Linked DNA regions of Mus musculus: region 2 is linked to region 1. The links are chromatin contacts, called in public promoter capture Hi-C maps. All regions are on one chromosome and are shown on one strand. Each heading gives the region's core, a stretch centred on a gene start, on an enhancer-like site or on the middle of the called end of the contact. The rest is flanking DNA. Distances are from core to core; before and after follow the strand shown.

Region 1 (7,078 bases), core at 2,420-4,919:
GGGCTCAGGGGGAGTGCCAACTCCAGGCTGAGGTGACGGTGAGGGCTGCAAATGTGACTCAGTCACCTCAAGAAACAGGGCCAACCTGGAGAAGAGCGATGTCACGGAACACTGAGGATGTGGCCCGATAGTGTCGATTCACCGTGGAGTGGCACAGGCACGTCTTTCTTGCCTGTAAAACGAGGGCAGATATTACTCTTAGGTCTGCTGGCTGCTGGCATGGGTGTGTCTTCCAGCAGTATCCTCCCCCATGTCCCCCACTCCATCTCCTCATGTGACTTACTTGAAAACACATCAGGATGGACCTCTCATTGTCCCCTACGGACTGAAGATCTAAGAAAGGCTCCAGCTCCGAAGCACTGAAGTGCTACTGGGTGGCAAACGCTCAGACAGCAACAGGGTGCGCGGGGGTGGGGGGTGGTTTCCCAGTTCTAGATTGGGCACAGATGGATGACTCTGTATGGAGGAATCTAGATGCCAGACTTGACCTCGACCAAAGGACACAAAGCTTCTACGAATGAGCTCACTGAGAACTTAGCCCAGTCAGGCTCTGCTGCACAGCCCAGGGTGGCCTTGAACTCTCCACCCTCTTGCCAGAGCCTCTCGCTGGGATGTGATAGCCATCACACCAGGCTTACCATGAGCTAGGCAGTGCCATCAGCTACCCATCCCGACTCTTTTCTGCAGAGCATGGTGAGACAGCCCGGCATGCTACTGGGGGTGGGCTCTAGAGCAGTGAGCTCACACACCCACATGCCCCTGAAGAATGGCTTCTGCCAGGGGTGGCCATAGGGAGACAGTCCTTGTCCCTGGAAGCAGTGGGGACCACCTCCATTCAGTAGCAGGAACAGCACTGAGCGCAGGGAGGATTGCCAAAAGCCAGTAACTTAACCTTCTGCTCTGCACTGGGGATGGGGAGCATTTATGGGGTATTTAGACATGTGTCAGCCATTGAGAGGGACTGAGTGTCTTCTCAGGGAGTCCTCACAGCCTGGAAAGGTGCCCCTAACACCTGCTGTGCACACATAGGAGGCTGAGGGAGGTGACTGAACAGCAGGTGGGGCTGGGCTTCAGGCAGTCTGAACTAGCAATCCCCACCCCCACCCCTTACCCCACCCTACCCCCACCTCATCATTTCTACTGCCCGCCCCACAGGGTGTTTGTTTTCTGAACCAGAGAGGCCCAGGCACCTAGGACTTACTAGGCAAATATTAGCTCAGTGGATAAATACAGGAACTAGGGAAAAATGCCCCAGTCAGAAGCCCTGCCTGAGTTCACACCTGCCACCGTGGGTGAAGCCAACACCTTCGCAAGGTTCAAGAGGAGCTCAGCCATGGCTTTCCACAGAGATGGGGAGCTCACCCCCTGACCTTGTGGGCTCCACCAGCTCTGAGAGGGAACATGGAAGCTTGAAAACACGGGGTACACACCTGGGGACTCCCTCACCTTCTCACGAGGTACCCAGGAAGGGGAGGGCTCTGTATTCTTTTCTCTGTCGTCAGTGATGGGTGGGAACAAGCCTGATTCTGGAGTTCAGCTGCCTGGGTGTGACTTCAAGCCTATTCCTGGGCCTGACTCTTGACTTGCTTGGGTGTACCCTGCCCCTCAGGGCCAGGATGCTGCTCCCTCCAGGATGAAGGAGAAGTCAGGTGTGACCTAGAGTTTACATTTGGCTCAGGTCTAGCTGCCCGGATTATGGTGGTTACAATCCATCTCTGCAGGTAGCAGGTCTGAGACTTGGATAGGTTCTGGTTACATTTCATTTCCTTAACCTACTGTACTAGGGGATGGTCTGGGTCACCAGGAGACCATACCTTCAGACTCACAAATGCTCCTCAGTGCCTACCTACCCTGCCAGGGCTCACTACTTTTCCAACTCTTGTTATCATTGGAGGGCAAGCAGGGCAAAAGAAGGGGTCCCCATTTGATATATGACCTGCGGCACAGAGAGGTTAAGCAACCTTTCCAAGGAAACCCAGTGAAAGTGGGCTCAAGACTGGGATTCTAGCACCAGTCCTTGCTATTAGGTGACAGAATGGTAGCTATATCACATGACGAGGCCCCTGAGGACATAGAAGAGGATGTGAAGTGTGGGTGTCACAAGTTAGGGATACAAGAAATCACTGGCACTCCCCTGTGTCCTTATCAGGGCAGACAGTGCCTCTGGGGCCATGGGGATCTGTAGTCAAGCTTTTTCTCTGGGTCCTTTTTTTGACATTCATCTTCCTTGGCTCCTCCCCACCCCCATCTGCTCAGTTCTAGAGATCCAGTTTGTGCTGGGCAGAGCAAGTTTGCATGCCCACCCTGTAGCCAGAAGTTCCCACGTGGAAGGGGTTATGGCGGGATTGAGAGTCCCAGTGGGGCCTATGCAGACAGGTGCTTATGTCATCTCAGGGGACTGGTGCTCCCTTTTGATATCCTTCTCAACTCTGTGGCCTCGTCTCTGTCTTTGGTTCCTTCATTCAGTTGCACAGCAGTGAGCACCCTCCTCCTCCTCATCCCTAAAGTCAGGATCACCGACCCCAGGGCCTTTGCACAGACTCTTCCATCCACTAGAATGCTCTGCTCTTGGTACCCCGTAGGCTGCCTCCTTGGATGCTGTCTACACTCAAGCATCATTTCTCACCGTGAATCCAGCCCTGCTCCTTTATCAACTCCCCTCACCATATTTTCTCCCCATTATTCTTACTATAGCTCTGGATAGATTTCATATTTATTGCTCATTAAATTTATGATCTGTATCCCTGCAGCTTTGAGCGGGCAGGGATTTTAGTATATGGCTTGTAGCTGTCGCTCCTATGCCCTGCACAGTGCCTGGATCACAGCAGGCTTTCCACAAACATGTGACGGAATCCATCCGCTGGTCCATCTGTCCATCCACCTATCTATCTATCCATCCATCTTTTCTTATCCACTCACTAGCCATACATCTTCCCTCTAGACCAGACCCTATTCTGGCCCTGCTCTGGTAACTGCTGGGGAAAAGCAGACAAGACAAGCATGGGGATTGACCTGAGGGGCAAGAAACACAGTGGCGGAAAAACATGGCGGGAGGGCCCGGTGGGGAGGGAAGCGAGGTAGATCCTAGGGGACTGACAACCCCATGGGCCTGGCCCACAACAGTGTTTCATACCCCTTGCTCAGAGGATCAGCTTCTGCTTGGATTGGCGTCCTCAGGGAAGTATGGCTCAGCCAGCAGGTCTCTATGTTGGGAGCTAGGTGTGTGCATCAGGACTCACACACATACCCCGCCCCCATACTAGTGCCTGATTGCAAGAGCATTGAAAGAGAGGTGGGTGGCAGGGTCTGAAGGAAGTGCCTGCACGAGGCCTCTCTCCATTGGTGGAGCTCGCCTGGACTTCTCCCCTTGGCCCCCTTCCAAGATACCTGGGGCAGCTGCCACCTCCCATCCCTAGCAAAAAGCTCCAGTTCCTGCCCCCTCACCTTCTGCCTGCTCTGATCCCACCTGAGTCCAGCAGGACATATTGTGAGAGCCCCACCCACAGCCCCGGAGCCCTCCTGTATCCAGCCTGTGGCTGGTGTGAATGGCGCTGCAGACAGGATATGGTCTGAAGAGGCTGGAGAAGCCACAAAGGGCTGGCAGTTTGCAGGTGTGTGTGGGCGTGGCGGCCTGCCTCCCACAGCCTGAAAAGGGTCTCTGAAGCCCAGAGACAGCGTGATCCCGGCCTCCCACGGGGCAGCTTTTACTGTCTAGGGAAGAAATCCCCAAAGTCCATGGAGTCTGAAGACTCTGTCAAGCCTCGCTAGGAAACCTAGGAGTTTTAGAGGGCACTTGGCACCGGAAGCTAGCCGGGTAGGCGGAGCCTCACCTGGATTGAGTTCACAGCTGCCTAGACAGGCTCAGACTAGGTGCTGGGCACCTGGGAGGAGGAGGAGACATTAGCAGCAAAGGCTGTTAACAGAAGTGCCTGCCTAGGCTTGGAGGCAAGACGCTGCTGTTCACAGTGCGAGACGGAGGTAAGAGAGGGCAGCGGGTACGGCATGCACTTCGCCTGGCCTGGCCCGCTTGACCTTAGTCTAAGGTTTAGCGCAGTGCTTGGGAGTTCTCGAGTGTGTGCTGGATCGTATCTCCCAGGGAACGACTGAGTTTGAGGTTCTAGCTGGTCCTAGGATACTCCTTGCCGCTCAGAGTGTGGGGCTGGGCGTGCTCACGAGGGGGCACTGGAACACGTTGGCCAGCTGTGTCCCTCTTTGCTCAGAAGGGCACCACTGCCACGAGGGCCAGAGTGAAGCTTGGACCCTGGCGTGTGGTTGAGGACTGGCGGCATGAACCCCATTTTTCCCTTTGTCCCTAGTGCTTCCCAAGCAGTTTCCTCCTGAGATCCACGGGGGCGGGGAGGGCGGGGGGTGGGGGGACCGGTTTAGCAGCAGCTCACTTTGGTTGTTTGACTTTTGAGGAGGAAGAGGCAGGCAGCCTTTCCTGGTAAGCCAGCAAAAGGGTAGATAGAGCTCATGTATATGTCTCTCTGTTGCTGCCAGCCACAGGTCCCCATGCCTGTCAGCCCAGGTCTGTCACCCCGTCTGCAAGAGTCACTAGAGGGGGTCCCAAGAGTGCACACCTCCTACCAGTTGCTTCCCCCACATGGTAACCCCAAAGATGCACCCAGATAGGTAAAAGTTCAGGCTTGCCATGGCCTCTGGTGGGACCCTGGCATTCCTTCCAGCTGGACCCATGTCCCTAGCTGTACCATGATGGAGATAGACGGGCCCCCAGATGTCAAATCATATATGGCTTCTAAAGCCCCAGTGCCCAGCCCCCAGCCCTAGCTCACAGCCCCCACTCAACCAGACAAAGGTGGGCGGCTGGCGCCGCTGTTTGCCTCTGCCAGTCTGACTCCCTGAGGCGTGTGGGCTGCATGGTGGGCCCCTGCTAATGAGCATCTGTTATCACTCCATTATGCCGCCTGCGCCACCTGCACCCCAGCACTTAGTGGGAGACCCCGGGGGGTTCCCTGGCAGCTGGGCAGAGGGGCATGCAGAAGGCAGGAGGTGTTGGGGGGGGGCAAGGTCTTCCGGGGCTAGGGGGCCCCATGCTCTGTGGGATTTCTACAAAGTACTTAGGATTCCAGCTCTTTATTGTATCAAAAGAGAAGTGCTGGGGATGGGCGGGGTGTAATCGCCACACTAGGATGGATGAGGCAGATCGGTTTTGAGTTCCAGGCCAGCCTGGGCTACGTGGAGAGATGCTGTATTGAAAGAAAAAGGGGGAGGGAAAAAGGGGAGGAGGTGGTGGCAGTCTAGGGGGATTTTGGGTGAGGAAACGAGTGTCTGTGAATTCCCAAGTGAGTCTCCCCAGCCAACATCTCACAAACGCATCTGTGCTGTGTATGTATTGAGAAGGGGATGTGGTTGCACATGAGGGCACAACCAAGATTCCGGTCCTGGAGACTGGCAGTGAGTGACCTGGCATAGTGTTCTTCGTAAGATGGAATGACCTACCCATTCTTCGTACGGGGCTGTACTGTCTTGTGGGGTAGTCCCTAAACCTCTCTGGGCTTCCCTTGCCTGCCTTGGTACCGAGGAGATAATGCTTCTCTGCTTGATCAGAGACAGTTGGACCAGTTCTGGTATCTGAGCAGCTTCCACTCAAACCTCAGGACAGGACCCGGGGAGGGGCGGCATAGACCGGGCACAAGTGTGAAACAGTTGGCAGCAGCTGACATGGCCTTTTTGGGGAATGCTAGTCACCTCAGACCATGCTTGGCTCTCTAGCTGAGGCAGGGTGGCTTCTGTGGAGGGTCGAAGTCCCTCTGTTCCTGCACACTGGAGATATTTTAGGAGCAGCCTCAAGGGGCTAGGGAGATAACTCAGCTGGCAAACATGCTTGCTGTGGAAGCATGAAGGTCTGGGTTTGGATTCCCCAGCGCCACAGTAAAAAGCTGAGCTTGGTGGTTTGTGCTCGTACTCGAGAGAGGCAGAGACAGGAGGGTCTCCAGCAAGTCTAGCTGAATCAGAGAGCTTCAGGCTTTGGGAGAGACTCTGTCTCCAAAAGTAATTTGAAGGGCCAGCAAGATATTTAGGCTAAAGGACTTTCTTTCAGGTCTCATGACCTGAGTTATCCCTCTGGGTCCCACATGAGGCAAGGAGAGAACCAACTTCTGTGAGTTATCGCACACACACACACACACACACACAGACACAGACACAGACACACAACCTAATTCTTAAAACATTTAACACGTAAGATGGAGAGTGATGGAGGAAGACACACACAGGGTTGACTTCTGGCCTCCACCCCATTTGCACATAAACATGCACACATTCATGTATTTCAACACACACTCAAGAGCAAACCCAGTGGTCAGGAGGGTGCCGTACCCATTTTTACACATGAGAACACTGAGGCACGGAAAGATCAAAGCCCAGCAATTTGATGCTAGACTCTCACGGCAGTTATGGAGGGCTTTGGAGCTATACTGGGAGGAACTAGAGTGTCGTGGAGAGTGGTTTGGAAGCTTAGTCAGTGGCTCCCGTGGGTCAGCCTGCTTCTGAGCAGAGTACAGGCCAGAGAGTCACACCCTGAAGAGGCTGAGCGGAAGTCTTCACCCTGAGAGGAAGACCTCATCATAACAACTCCCCCTGATCACCTGGGCTGCAGAGGGGACCTCTGTTTAGAGATGGGTAGGGTCTCACAGGAGGACCCCAGGCCTCTGGATCCTGAAGAACAGGCACAAGACTTGTGACAGGATTGGTGAGGGCTTATTCAAGATGCTCATCTTTGCCTTGGGCACAGGGGCTTCTGAATGCTGAGAGGCAGGGGCATGGCCCATGTGACTCTCTGAGCAAGGATCTGGCTGGATCCAGCCCTCTTACTGGAGGGCTCTTGGAGCGGGGGTGGCTAAACTGAGGGTCAGACATTCCGTCATGCCACAACATGAACAGGCGGTTCTTAACCAGTTTGCCTGTCTCAGGTAGCTGGGCACCAGGTATGCCCACCTCTGAGGGCAGTCAGTGGGGGATGGCCTTGGAGGCAGCCAGCATGAACTTGGCTAGGGAACAAGACACTGGATTGGTCTCTTCCCTGCAGTCAGGAATGAGGTGAGCACAGGGAGAAAGG
Region 2 (7,078 bases), core at 2,815-5,314, 660 kb after region 1:
GGAGCCCAGAGCATTTCTCCTTCTTTCCTGACCCACAGATCCTCCACACTCCCTAGGTTTGGATTTTTGTCACCTGTATTACAACTTCCCACTCAAGGAATTTAGAAAGCTCTAGCATTCAAAGGAGCCAGCTGAGCTGGCTGTGGTAATGAGCATCTCTAATCCCAGCACTCTGAAGCCTGAGGCAGGATGATGAGTTCTTCAGTTTTGGATACCTAAAAAGAAACCTGTCTCAGTAATAATAATAATAATAATAATAATAATAATAATAATAATAATAATAATAATAATGATGATGATGATGATGATGATGATGAGGATGAGGATGATAAAGTAGAAACAAAACACAAATAAAAAGCAGATTTAGGGCCAGGGATGTGGTTCAGTGGTAGAGTTCTTGCCCAGCATGCATAAAATCCTGAGTTCAATCCTCATCATGGGACACACACACACACACACACACACACACACCACACACACACACACACACTCACACACCACACACACACATACACACACACACCACACACACACACACATCACACACACACACACTCACACAAACACACACACCACACACACACACGTGCACACACACATACACACACACACCACACACACACACACACACACACACACACACACACACACACACACACACACACCACACACACACACACACACACACACACCACACACACACACACACACACACACACACACACACACACACACACACACACCACACACACACACACACACACACACACACACACACACACACACTTACCAGGATTGCTTGTGATGTTGCATATCTAAAGGCTGTGGCTTCTAAACTTAGGCCATGACAGATAATGCAGCTCCTGTCTGTTCACTGTCATCTTAAGTATTGCTTCCCTAAGATTCTGCAATTCTAAAATGATTCCACAGGAAACACTAGTCTATTTTCAGCGATCCAGCAGACACATGTCAGAAGGCAGCTCTGAAATTCAGTGTCACTAATACAGTGAGTACCACGCGGGTATTATAAGTAGATGGAAAGTCTTCTCAGCACAGCTCTAGTCTATCGATTAGTTGGCTTAAAAGCATTCTTGGCTCTTCGGATGTAAGCCATAGAGAGATACATACTCAATAAGCCATGTGCCACTCTGCCAAAGGATTGGCTGTTTTTAGTATCATAAACTCAAACTGTCACTCATTTCACTTGTTCTAGTTTATTTACTTGTTTAATAGCACTTATTTATTCATCTATTTATTTACTCAATATATACAAGTACACTGTCGCTGTCTACAGACACACCAGAAGAGGGCATCAGATCCCATTACAGATGGTTGTGATCCACCATGCGGTTGCTGGGATTTGAACTCAGGACCTTCAGAAGAGCAGTCAGTGCTTTTAACTGCTGAGCCACCTCTCCAGCCTCTTGTTTCATAGCTTAAGAAGAGGAAAGGCTAAATGGGGGAACAGTACACAAGTAGTCAAGAGCTTCAGCAGCAGCCAAGAAGTTAAAAACCAAGAGCATCCGATTTCATCTGGATCCCTTTAGTATTAACATGGTGTTTTATTTAGAGCCAATATTCTGATCCCTGCACAAAAGTGATACCTTTTTTTTTATCATGTTAACTCATTAAGTCTTTTTATTATTTCTACCCAAAAGTAGCTTACTGTCCTCAGCAGCAAATGACCCATATTGCTCTTAGTTACCTGAATTAATATTTCTACCCTAAACTCTATTATTGTCATATCTCCCTCTCAGCAGAAAAGTATACATTATCACTATCAGTTATGTTTACTTAATTTTTCAGTGTTATATTGTTTGCATGCAGTATGCATGTGTGTATGTGTGTAGACATGTGCGTGTGCGTGTGTGCACATGTATCCCATGCAGAGGGGGTTCCTTTAGGTGACAGGGAACCCAACCACAAAAAGAGAAAAGAATGAAAACCCAGTGCAGATTGACCTCCATCAACCTGGACCAGACCTCGGGGAGTCTGATGCAGACAGTTCATTGCCAGCATATTTTAAATAGTACAGTTTGGGAAAAGCTTCCAGTCAGTCCAATTCCTGGTGCACAATAAAGGTTAAGGTGTGACCACATAGAAACTCCTTTACAAAGTACATGTGACCACGAGGGTGGGGTTCATATCTGATAGGCCTAGAATCTAGTGTGGTCTCTGACCAAGACATCATAGAGGTCAGCAGGTCATAATGTACATGTGACATCTTCTGTCAGGATGGGTAATGGTCTAGGAGGGCAGAGTCTGGGATAATCATCCTGGGGAATTTGGGGGAGGTCTGCCTCTATAGCAAAAGGGGTGAGGTCTGCCTCCACAGACCGCAAAAAGGTCACCAGGTCATTAACAAGATCCACTCTCAGCTTTCTGGATGGAATGCAGGCATTTGATCTTTATCTCTTCCATTTGATCTCTTATCCTACAAAATATCAGCACTTAGCCCAGTGTGCCTCAAATGGCCTTACAACACATTAACATATGGTTGGGCAAAGTCATCTAACACAAGGCCTAATTTATAACAAAACATGAAACATCTCGTGGTATTTATTGAACACTGTATTGAGAATTACAGCATGGTTATATGAATAAGCTTTTGTTAACACTGTAAAGTAAAAGATTGTGAGTCGAACCATTGTGAATTGGGTAGCAGCAGTATATAAGAACTGGGTACATGCAGAAAATTGCCAGTAGTTACAGGACATGCCTAGCTCACACCCTGGGTCTGCTTCTGACCCGCTCTTGTCAACAAGCACATTAGTCATAATTGTTTTAGAGATAAGGCCTTGCCCTATAACCTGGTCTTGTTTCGACCCTGAGATCCTGTTGCCTTGGCTTCCCCAGTCCAGGGATTCTAGGCATGTGCCAGCATGCTTGACATTATTGCAACTTTTTAAAGTAGCTGTCTGGAATAAAATGTCTTAAACTGACTAGAGCAATGGTTGTTAAAAGAAGAGGAATAAAAAGTAAAGAAAGTGGTGTAAATACTTCAAGCATTCATGTGATACAAGTGTTTTTGGCAAGAAAAAGCAAGTGACTATTGCTTAGCATATGTAAAGTTCTAGTCCATATTTAGAAGGCTATTGCTTAAATGTAGTGAATTATGTAAATACATTAACAAATTATTTCATTCAAAACTAAAAAGGAATACAAAAGATGAAAGGCATGCTCGCCCCCTTTCCTGTGTTGCTCACAAACCACTACCTCAGGAATGCCCTCCTACAGTAGGTAAATTCGGTAGCAAATCTCGCAACAATCTGCCTCAACCTGTATTCATGTATGTACCGCCAAATCTAGGACCAAGCAACCAAGCAACCGTGGTCTTTCCTTTGTTCTCAGGTACTCTACCTGTGATCGCATTTGATATAGGAGCTCCCGCTTGCAGAGTGGCTGTGAAAAGACTAGGAAACTGGTCTAGTTTCCTCTTTCAGGAACCCAAACTGATCACCACACGAGGACTTTGCCAGTTGACAGTAGAGCAAGGCCCTGAACTTCAGATCTTCCAGCCATATATAAATCTACCACTCCATCTAGACTCCCACCCCACCTGAACCTACACCCGGCCAAAATACTACAAATAATTTGTAACTTAGCACACAGTTAAACATTTGGACTAGTGCTTGCGTTTTAGTTTCTTCTGTTGTTTTCAAAGACAATAATTAACCTACCAGTGAAAATGCAATAAAAGCGGGATTAATGAGGGCTGGAATACATAGTGTAAAATGATATTACTTGAATCCCCAAAGATGTTTTTAAATTCTATGTGTGTATTTAAAGGCTGCATGAACACAGTTCCGTTAGTACAGACACATGCTGTCCCTTCAATGATGTTCAAGCTTCATATACCTTCCCCAGCCTAGTCTACAAGCTGCAGGAGGACTTCCGGCCGACTCATCCAGGGCTTCCGCATTGGGCGGGGACACTGGACCCAATCTGTGACCTTATTGATTGCTTTTGCCTGAGCGGCCGCAGGCTCGCCGAAATCGACTGCTCGGGTCTGGCGAGTGCGGCGCGGGAAAGCGAGTTTGAAGCCGGCCCTAGTTCGCTGAGGTGGCGCGCCCTCCTCATCCCTGACTGTGCTGCGAGCTGCCATGTCCGAGGCGTATTTCCCAGTGGAGTCGGGCGCTCTGGGGCCGGAGGAGAACTTCCTGTCTTTGGACGACATCCTGATGTCGCAGGAGAAGCTGCCGGTGCGGGTCGAGACGCCCATGCCGCGCCTGGGAGCCTTCTTCCTGGAGCGGGGCGCGGGCTCCGAGCCGGACCATCCGCTCCCTCAGGTGAGGCGAGCCCGGCCGGGGCAGAGGTTTCCAAGATCTGGAGGCGGTGGGAGTCCTCGGGGGTCCCGGGAAGCTGCACAGCACTCGGAGGACTCTCCCGCCACCGATCTTAGTCTTCAAACTTTCCAAAGTCATTGGCTTTGGCTCCAGCCCATCATCTCAGGGTCTCTTGGTTCTATTCATGGTTTCCATAAAACTTATTTGAAGTTTCGAAGTCTGGGAACTGCAGATTGTCATGCGCACTCGGCACAATTATGACAGTGTCTGCAGCCTGTTTCCGAGGACCGACTGTCCATCAGGGGATGGGAGTCTGTGATGGGGGGATAAATTGTCATCTTCTCGCTTAGGCAATTCTACAAAGAGTGAGTACCTCAGCCAGGGTTCCACAGTAAGTCCGTGCTGGCTTAACCAAGGCAGTCCTCGGTAAAAGGTTGCTCATAACAATTTTCAGTGTCGCACTGAAAAATGGCAACTGCAGCTTCCCGTATTAAGCCTTTTGCCCTCCCATAAACCTAACAAAAGCTGGGTTAACAAAGCCAGGGTCCTCCAGTAAATGGTGAACTGGGATTCGAACCTTGGACTCTATGGCTTCAAGTACGAGTTTGTCCCAAGAGCGTAACTTGCAATGGTTACTTTCATTTCCCGTTAGGTCCTTTAAGTTTTGTTTGGAAGGGTATCAATTTTGTCTCTGTCTATTTCTAGGTACTTTTTCTCAAAGTAAAACACCACATTTTTACTTTTTCAACAACAGAAAGGCTCATTTTTGCTCCCTGGGCTGCTTCTCAACCTCACAGTCCTTTGTAAGTCGACTCTTCAGAGTCGACCGCCATGTTTTTGAAGAATATTCCAGGACTGGGGGTGAATCCTGGAGCGTTTCACATGCCAGGCAAGCATGCTACCACAGAGTTCTACCCCAAATGTCAACTTATTGGCTCCCCATTGTCATAGAGAAAGATTTAGGAGTCTTTTGTTTTTGTTTTTTTAATGTTTTTGAGACAGAGTTTCTCTGTGTAGCCTTGGCTGACATAAACTGGCTCTGTATACCAAGCTGGCCTCAGACTCAGCAATCCTTTTGCCTCTGCCTCCCTGATGCTGGGATTAAAGGTGTGTGTCACCACTGTATGGCTAGGATTTAGTTGAGCTCTTACACTCTACTGAACAAGATATCCTGCCGAGTTTGGGTCTTTTTTTCTTTTTCTTTTTTCCTTTTCTTTTTCTTTCTTTTTTCTTTTTTTGGTTTTTCGAGACAGGGTTTCTCTGTATAGTCCTGGCTGTCCTGGAACTCACTTTGTAGACCAGGTTGGCCTTGAACTCAGAAATCCGCCTGCCTCTGCCTCCCTCTGCCTCTGCTGGGATTAAAGGTGTGCGCCACCACGCCCGGCTGGGTCTTATTTTCTTAATTTACCTAATATTCTAGTCTAGCATCTTTAAAAAAAAAAGAATTAAAGAATAATTTTTAGCTATTATATTTCTCTGGGTTCTTCTTAGCTATCGTCAGGCTTTTTTGTTGTGGTTGTATCTAATGACAGTTTTCTGGCTATGATAACAGATAAGGTTTGCTTGATATTTTACTCATGATCAAACTGGTTTATTGGTTTGGGAGAGATCACAGGGGTCAGGTTCCATTTTTACTGCATCACACCAACTTAGTGTTGTCGACTCTGTGGTAGATTCTGATCACCAGGCTGAGGTAGTGTTTGTTATGTTTGCCATACTCCTTGGAAGTTATTATATATAGCCACTCTGAAGGAGCAGGCTGTCTTGCTCCAGTTTGAGAGATAGTGTCTACACAAAGTATTTGGAATTCCTCTGCAGCACAGAATTAGGTTTGAAGATTTTTTTTATGACATCTAATTTCACTCATCGATATAAGACTTCATACTTTGTTTCTTATGTTGATTTTGATATGTGCCTTGAACTCTGTTCTCCTGCCACATTATATGCCCCTGCACCTGCCTTAGTCTTTCTTTATAGGCAGAGTGAGCTGGGCCGTGTGCTCCAGTTGTGTAATACCGGCTACTTTAGAGGCTGAGGCAGGGAACTGTAAGTTCCACCATCACCTGTTTCCTAAGTTGTCTTATTGTTTAGTTCTGCAATTTTCCATTTGCTATTTTTAGTTTACATTAAAGTCAGTGCCTAATTACTCTGCTACTTAGTTTTAAGTACCTGGCTTCCTACCTTCTAATACCTTGGCCACTCAAGTCCTGGCCTCCTGGCAACCTTGGGCTGTTTATTTCCAGCCCTGGGATGTTTGTGGACTGCTCTACCTCTCTACCCCTAAAAGTTGCCCCTCCCTCTACAATAGTTCTCCCTTTGAGATGAAAAATTTCCATGGCTTCCTTTAATCCAGTTGTTTTTGTATATGAAAATATTTATTCTAATTGGATGTATCAGTGTGTGTCTGTATAGATGTATGTACATCGGTGCAGATGCCTATAGAGGCCAGAGGAGTCACATCCCCCTGGAGCTGTAGTTAGAGGCAACTGTGAGCTGCCCGATGTGGATGCTAGAAATTGAACTCTCCATCTCTGTAAGAGCAGGATGTGCTGAGCCATCTTCCATGTCCCCTTTTGTACCTTTTTATAGATTTTATAGATTTCTGATCCATCATGCCATCTCATCTTGTCATGTTGTGCATTTCTTTTAAGGCTTTGAGAACATAGACATTGACCCTTTCTGCCATCTCCAAAGCCATGAGGTGGGTGGGGAAAGAGACCACTACCTGACTTCAGACTAATTTCATTTTATTCTATTCTACTAGCATCCAGACTGGTACTTAGTGCTTAGTA

Evidence for each region. Promoter capture Hi-C pulls out the DNA fragments that hold promoters and counts their contacts.
Region 2: a promoter capture Hi-C map of pre-B cells shows a contact between it and region 1, with 2.5 times the contacts expected there. The contact joins the promoter of Gins3 here to the promoter of Adgrg1 in region 1. A contact is called at or near these places in 2 of 39 promoter capture datasets (liver and pre-B cells).

What each region holds. Positions count from the first base shown.
Region 1 is chr8:94,973,440-94,980,517 of GRCm38.p6, forward strand. It overlaps Adgrg1 (adhesion G protein-coupled receptor G1), which reads left to right and starts at 3,670. Exons shown (of 14, transcript NM_001198894.1): 1 at 3,670-3,978. It overlaps Gm30968 (a long non-coding RNA gene), which reads right to left and starts at 3,289. Exons shown (of 4, transcript XR_879113.3): 1 at 3,134-3,289; 2 at 284-431; 3 at 86-172.
Region 2 is chr8:95,629,495-95,636,572 of GRCm38.p6, forward strand. It overlaps Gins3 (GINS complex subunit 3 (Psf3 homolog)), which reads left to right and starts at 4,065. Exons shown (of 3, transcript NM_030198.3): 1 at 4,065-4,289. The coding sequence starts at 4,104.